2 separate regions of the Pan troglodytes genome follow, and region 1 is linked to region 2. Evidence: chromatin contacts called from public Hi-C data. All regions are on one chromosome and are shown on one strand. Each heading gives the region's core, a stretch centred on a gene start, on an enhancer-like site or on the middle of the called end of the contact. The rest is flanking DNA. Distances are from core to core; before and after follow the strand shown.

Region 1 (3,775 bases), core at 1,079-3,578, 370 kb after region 2:
GAGAAATTGAGCAGGTCACCTGTTTGCAAATAGTTTCTGCTTTAGGTCTCTGTTACTGAAACTACATTTCCCCTGCCCCCTTCCCCCACACGCTACGGATCTGCTGTTGCTTTCTTTGGGTTTCTCAGGAAAGAAAAGTCTCCTAGGATCCTCCTCTTCAGTCTGCCTGACAAGCCTAAAAGGAAAGCAACATTCCTGTGTAAGGGAGGGTCATGGGTTTTCTGCAGTTTCATGCATACTCCATCCAATTCATGGATCGTGAGGCTGGGGGAGCTCCTGGAGGAACCAAATTCATATCCTCAGGGCCGGATGAAACCATCACGCAGCGATGCTGGGAGGCGTACACGAGCTACCCGGCTTCCCCCTGAGAAAACAGCCTGTTCCTTCTTCAGCTTGCCCTTCTCCACTTACAGGCTATGAGAGAGAACACTGGAACTCTGAAAACAAGGCCCAGGGAGTCGGATTTCCACCCAGGTCGAGATAGGAAGGGCAGGCCCAGACATCCCCGCCAGAGGCTGCTTTTCCAGGCAGTACCTGGGAAGACAAGCTAAGCCAATGAGAGGCTGTTGGGTTAGGCTCAGACATGCTGTGCCCCAGTGGACACCGAGCCGCCGAACTCAGTGTTGCTTCTAGAAGGTCACCAGGGGCTGGGAATGAAGGACGGGGATGTGGCTCAACCAGGCCCTGACCTGAGCATCAGCTCCAAAGTCAGTAGCCCTCTCTCACTCTGGGTAGCTGCTCCAGCAGACTCTAGGAGGCTGCTCCTGTGTCTGATGTGAGAGATCCACTTGCCCTTGGTTTTGAGTCGCAGGTTAAGGAAAGGGGACAACCGCCATATCAAGTTCTACTTCCAAACCTGAGCCTCTTCTGAAGAAACTGAAGTTCGTCTTTGGATCAATTCTGCCCAGCAACAAGTTTTTATTTGTACTGTCTCAAGAACCTGAGGCAAAAGTGTGCCCCTGTCTGGCCTCCAGCTCCCAGTCTCCCCTGGCTCTGCCAACCTCTGGGGACCCCAAGCCTGTGGGTCCTGTTTGTATGGGAACTGGTATACGTTTCTCCCCTCCTCTGCTCCTTTCAGCTCTCCTCGGCCATGTCCTCAGCACAGGTGTCAGCCAGGGTGTGTGGGGCCCGGGGAGGCAGGGAAGGACTGGGCACTCCAGCCAGCAAGGGCGGGAATGGGTCTGCTTCGCAACATCCCCAAAGGAGGTCAACCAAGTCCCCTTGCCCTCGCCCCAGTAGGGCCCTCTTTGCTTTAACTTAGTGCATACCCAACTCTGAGCTGGGAATGCCTCCTGAGAAAGGCAGCCAAGGCCTGTGATAACAGCAGGGAGGAGCATGAGGAGGGATTTCTGGGGTCCATCTCTTACTCACCCATGTTTCCCTCCACGACCTTGACCCTCCTGGTGGCTCTGTCCTCTCCCTGGACATGGGACACAATCATGTACACTCTGGAAAGGCCAAGGAGGGCTGTTCAGAGGGCCAGCTGTGGTCCATCTGAAGGTGACAATTTGCCAATTTGTTTTACAGGAAGGCTGCCATGGGCCTCACAATAGCAGTCCCTGCTTCCGCCTTTCTGTCATCTTCCAACTAAAGAGGCCAGGAAATGGCCGAGTCAGCTCCTGCTGCAGCACCTCCTAGAATCAGAAAAGGCCTTTCCGAGAATCTTGCTGAACCCTGAGGGTGAGGAGTGTCAGATTTTGCAGCGGGGGGAAGCTGGCAGTGGAGCCTCCACTTCTAAGTAACCTTTGCTTCGGAAACCTGCCAACTCTCTGCCTGGAGACTTGCCTTTGATCACGACTTGTCACCTTTCAGGAGATGTTCCACTTTCTAAGCAGGTGAAAAATGAACCTGATTAAAAATAGGGAACTGGACTCTTCACAGAGTCCCCCTGTAAAGCCAAACTACTGGCTGCACCTCCAAGGGGGAAAAGGGAACATCCCCGTCCCTCAGGTCCCAGGGCTCCGTGGGACCCAGGACCCCCGAACAGCCTGCAACCCTAGGACGACGGCCTGGCCATGCTCCAGCAGCAGGCAGAGGCTTGGGCCACAGCCACGTACTGGCTCCTGCTCGCTGGGTTCACCTTGGTGACCAGAGGGCACTGTGACCGCCCATTCTCCTCCCTCCCTTCCTCCTCCCCTCAGTGCTTTATGGACCTGAGTTTCTGGAGCTTTCTCAAAACCGTGGACACATTCCCAGTGGAAATCATGACATTTTCCGTTTCACATTACGCACTCCACAATGCCCCAGGAAGGGAGAGAGAGAGGGAAGGAAAATAAGGCCTGGGAGCCAGCCCCTCTCTGTCTGCAGCCAGGGCTGCTCGCTGCTCTGTTTATCCTGGAGTCACCTCCCTCCCGAACTTGACAGCCAGTGCCCCGGTGTTTTCTTCTGCAGTCAAAGGCCCCGATGAATAGGTGAACTGCCTTTTCTATCTGCTCATGTGGCACATCTGGATAAAGGCGTGCCTCTCTACTTTGTTGTGTTTTTTTAAAACTTTACTTTCCACTGCCATGGTAACTGCTGCATGTTTGGCAGAGGGAAAGAGGAAAAAAAAAAAAAAAAGCTCGGAGAGAAGAAAAGGAGCTCTCAGCGCGGGGCTGGCGGCCGTCCAGGGTAATCATGCCGCAGAGCTGAAATGAGGCCTCTGGCGGGCAGCCAAGTTACAAAGAACAAAGCTGTCAGTTCCTAATGTTGGCGGCAATGCTTGTTTGGCACCCTTATATGGTTTCCCAGAACTCCCTGCCTTGGCCGCCTTCCATTCCCTTCAGGGCAGCAAACAGGATTAGCACAGCTCCGAGTTGTTTTTCTCCTCTCTCCTCCAACTGTTCCAATGACATCATCCCTGCTGCATTCATTTGCCAGCAGGGTGGTTTTTTTCTCTCTCTCTCCACCTCCCTCCTCCCTTCCTCCCTCCCTCTCCCTCCATTTCTCTCTCTCTCTCTCTCTCACACATCTCTACTCCCACTCACTTCCTGTAGCCTCCCCCTCGCCTCTGACTTTCTTTAAATGCAATGTTTTAGGTCATTCTTCTTGTCCAGCTTCTCTGTTAAATTAAAAACACCCTAGTGCTTGCACATTTAGCTGAATCAAGCCAGACGCTGTATTTTATTTTTATAACTGAATTCCTGTGAGATAAAAATCTCATTTTCCTTAGTAGGCTGTAATCAGCACTCACAGGGATGTGGTTTCCAACTGCCCCAGCTCGTGCTTCCTTATGAAGCTCCGCTGAGAAATGAACTTGGCTCCTGTTCAGGTTTAAAGGGCCCGAGGCCGGTCACACATTGCTCACTCATCACACACACACACACACACACACACAGGATGTGCACACAAAGACCATTATACATGTATGCACACACACATGGACACACGTTCTTGTCCAGGGAAGCACCTACGGATCCACACACGAAGAGCAAAAAAATATTCCCTGAGACAGACACACAATCAGTACCCAGTGTCATTCTTCCCCTTTCCAGGAGGAAAATAGGTGAATAAGTCAAGCTGAAAGCTGCTTCCGAAAAGACTGTTTTAAACTAGCAGGCAGGCCAGCGTTATGCAACTCATGGCTGGGTTCATTAAAGGAATCGAGGTTTGCCGACTGCACAAATGTTCCCCTGCCTGCCTCCGCCCCAGCCCCCCCACCCCACCCTGCTCTGATTCATGAACTAGTTTTCAGATTCATGAATCACTCGGGAGCCAGCAAGAGAAAAATGAGTAGTATTGATCTCATTTCAATTGAAATGGGCTCATTAAGGCCATGCTGGCTGTGGACGGCTTT
Region 2 (3,765 bases), core at 571-3,070:
TCACACCACTGCACTCCAGCCTGGGGGACAGAGCGAGACTCCGTCTCAAAAAAACAAAACCAAACAAAAAAACCCCAGCAGAAGTGAGCATGGAGCTGACTGAGGTTGGCCTGGTTCCAAGTCCCTGTCCTCATATACCCATTCCTGCTGCCCAAGCAGGCAGTTGTGGTGGATGGGAGAAGGCAGGGGGGTTCCTTGCGAGCTTATGGCTTCTCTCTCTCTCTCTCTCTTTTGAGATAGGGTCTTTCTCTGTTACCCAGGCTGGAGTGCAGGGGCGCCATCATAGATTGTTGCAGCCTCCAACACCTGGTCTCAAGTGATCCTCCCACCTCAGCCTCTCGAGTAGCTGGGACTACAGGCATGCACCACCATGCCCGGCTAATTTTTAGATTTTTTGTAGAGATGGGATCTTGCTATGTTGTCCGGGCTGGTCTTGAACTCCTGGCCTCAAACAATCCTCCCGCCTTGACCTCCGAGGTGCTGGGATTACAGGCGTGAGCTACCATGCCTGTATTGCATCTCTTTTTTTTTTTTGAGACAGAGTCTTGCTCTTGTCAACCAGGCTGGAGTGCAATGGCGCAATCTCAGCTCACTGCAGCCTCCACCTCTCGGATTTAAGCGATTCTCCTGCCTCAGCCTCCTGAGTAGCTGGGTTTACAGGCACGTGTCACCGTGCCCGGCTAATTTTTGTATTTTTAGTAGAGACGGGTTTCACCATGTTGATCAGGCTCATCTTGAACTCCTGACCTCAGGTGATCCACCGCCTCGGCCTCCCAAAGTGCTGAGATTACAGGTGTGAGCCACTGCGCCTGGCCACGTCTCTCTCTAGAGACCTCTCCACCCTGGGGACAAGCCTGAGTCTTGGCCCTAAGGAGGGGCTTGCACTGCCTCACCCACCCATTCCTTCGACAGACTCTGACTCCATGCCAGTCACTGAGGCCTAACCTGGGTTGAGGGAGACCCAGGATTCTTCTTTCTGAGAATCTTGCCATCTATGGGGGATGTCACCATTATCCAGCCCTAGTCTGTCATTCACAGGTGAGAAGACTGCAGTCAGGGAGGTCGGGGGTGCTGAGCCCTGGTTTCCTGCTGTGGGGTGCATCACTGTCATTCCCCCTGGGATGAAGTGGCATCTGGAATGCCGCCTTTGAGCTGTACTTCTGCCTTCCCATGTTTATTCCTAAGCTCTGCCCAGTGCTTCTCACAGAGTGGGCATCTCTTAGACGTTCCAAAATTGTGGACGATTGCGCAACACAGTCTCCTCTGGAAGGGCCATGTGGACCGTGGGAATCGAGTGACGTCTGGTCTTCAGTGTGGGAGCCTCCTGGTTACAGGTGGCCTCCACCTCTTAGCAAGACAGGAGCTGCGTGTGTCTTCCGATGCCCAGATCCTGCTGGGATAGCAGCGCTCCCTGTTCCACGAAATCCTCTGGCGAATCAGACAGTGGGTCCTTGATAAAATCAGTAACACGTGCCCCAGCTCTCCCCGCCGGGACCGCAGTAAATCTTCACATTTTTGCTACATCACTGCTTCTCTGACAGCTCAAGATGTTTTTCTGCTTCTGAGGATCCCTTTATTAAAAGCCTTGGAGTCCCACGGACGTGTTAAGCAGCGCTCCCTCTGGCGCCTCCCTGCCTTGCCATTTTCCCAGCTCAGCTTCTGCCTCTCTGCGTCTCCCACAAGCTTTCCACATCACTCATTCTGACATTTGAAAGTTTCCAAGCTTGTTCTGAAATGCTACAAACACTGCCATTGTTATGTGCCAGGCTTGGAATGCTGAGAATCCCAGGACGCTGGAGATGGGGCCTCGAGCCTTGCAGGGGAGCTGAGCAGCTGCACAGGGCCTGGGGATGTGGGCTGAGGACGAAGGCTGCTCCTGTTCCTCTGTGGACCGCACCAGGTCCAGTGGCTGCTGCCTTCCTGGCCTTCCTCCATTCCCACTGCACCAGGCCGTGGTTCTGTGCTTCCCACAGACTCACTCCAGCCACTCCGTTTACTGAGGAAAATCACCCCTCTTTCCCACATTGCATGGTTTCTTCTGCTTGGAGATAGGTCTGCTTGCTTGTGACAGGTTCTTTAGTTTTCAGGAGACGATATCAGAGAAAACAAACCTTGACGTGTTTGGGTTTTGGGTGTCCAGCCCTGAGGTCTGTCTTCCTACAGCTTTTTTTTTTGAGACGGAGTCTCACTCTGTTGCCCAGGCTGGAGTGCAGGGGTGCAATCTTAGCTCACTGCAACCTCTGCCTCCCGAGTTCAAGCGATTCTCCTGACTCAGCCTCTTGAGTAGCTGGGACTACAGGCACATGCCTCCATGCCTGGCTAATTTTTGTATTTTTAGTAGAGACGGGGTTTCACCATGTTGGCCAGGCTTGTCTCGAACTCCTGACCTCAGGTGATCCACCCTCCTCAGCCTCCCAAAGTGCTGGGATTACAGGTGTGAGCCACTGTGCCTGGCCTGTCTTCCTATAGTTCTTATGCTGGCTGAAGTGCTGTTTTCATTAAGATTCATATCCAGTTGGCTTTGCCCACAGGTGCTATTTTTGCAGGTACGCAGCGCTCTTGCAGGCCACTGGGACCTGCTGGTGTCTGGAGTGCCGCCTTCCAGCTGTGCCGCTTTCTGTGCCGCTTTCTCACAGAGTGGGCCCCTTTTAGTTTCCAGCACTCTGAATGATGGCGCAAACACTGCTGTACCCCAAATCTTCGGTGGCACACCACACTCCAATTCTGCTTTAGCCGCACAGGTTTCAGCAAGACACCCTGCCGGTTTCATTTTTACTAGTTGTTCTCAGACTTTTGGATTCGTAGGCTAGAAAACTGAAAACAACAGGGTAGACATAGGTAATCAAGTGTGATTTTGCCTAGTGAAGACATAAACAAAACCAAACAAAATGATGTCTACAATCACAGGCACTCTCATGTCCTACAACAAAGCAGATTTAAACGCCAGAAAAGTAGGAGGAAGAGAATAAAACCAGAGTGAAAGACAGCGCTTGCCAGGAAAGGACAGATCTCACGCTGACAATTTCACTGCGGAGGGATGGAAACGTGGCCGAAGCCCAGCAGCTGTTAGTGAGCCAGCATTTCATTCATTCATTATTTATTTTTAGAGACAGGGTCTCACTGTGTTGCCCAGGATGGGGTTCAGTGGTGCCATCACAGCTCCACTGCAGCCTCAGACTCCTGGGCTCAAGTGATCCTCGTGCCTCAGCCTCCCGAGTAGCTAGGACTACAGGCATGCGCCACCACACCCAGCTGATTTTTTTTGTTTGTTTGTAGAGATGGGATCTCACTATGGTGACCAGGCTGGTCTTGAACTCCTGGCCTCAGGCAATCCTCCTGTCTTGGCCTCCCAAAGTGCTGGGATTACAGGCATGAGCCACCTCACTCAGCTGAGCTAGCATTTCTGAATCTTGGGTCTATGATGGAAGCGGAAGGCGGCACTCCAGACCCCAGCAGGTCCCAGTGGCCTGCAAGAGCGCTGCGTACCTGCAAAAATAGCACCTGTGGCCAAAGCTAATTGGATATGAATCTTAATGAAAACAGCACTTCAGCCAGCATAAGAACTATGCCACTGCGCCTCAAACTTTAACGTGTGCGTAAATTTCCTGTGGAGTCTTGCTAAAATGAAGATTCTGAATCCTTAGGTCTAGACTGGACCCAGGATTCTGCCTTTTCACAGCCTCCCAGGCGAGGCTGGCGTTGCAGCTCCTTGCTCCATGCTCTGAGTTGCAAGGTCTACTCTACACGATGCCAAAAGCAATCTTG

What was found. A called contact is a pair of places that touch in the nucleus more often than the background predicts.
Region 1: a Hi-C map of stem cell-derived neural progenitor cells shows a contact between it and region 2, with 6 times the contacts expected there. The contact joins two enhancer-like sites. A contact is called at or near these places in 2 of 7 Hi-C or Micro-C datasets (induced pluripotent stem cells and stem cell-derived neural progenitor cells).

What each region holds. Positions count from the first base shown.
Region 1 is chr1:14,451,118-14,454,892 of NHGRI_mPanTro3-v2.0_pri, forward strand. No RefSeq gene overlaps it. Among named protein-coding and RNA genes, the nearest start is that of IRF2BP2, 120 kb to the right of the region's middle. Within about 2 kb of position 2,329, at least 21 of the 24 cell types and tissues checked have an H3K27ac peak or open chromatin away from gene starts, as enhancers often do. A contact at or near this core is called in induced pluripotent stem cells and stem cell-derived neural progenitor cells, where this site is marked.
Region 2 is chr1:14,083,176-14,086,940 of NHGRI_mPanTro3-v2.0_pri, forward strand. All of the region lies in intron 1 of LOC134809907 (a long non-coding RNA gene), which reads left to right. Among named protein-coding and RNA genes, the nearest start is that of TOMM20, 41 kb to the left of the region's middle. Within about 2 kb of position 1,821, at least 12 of the 24 cell types and tissues checked have an H3K27ac peak or open chromatin away from gene starts, as enhancers often do. A contact at or near this core is called in induced pluripotent stem cells and stem cell-derived neural progenitor cells, where this site is marked.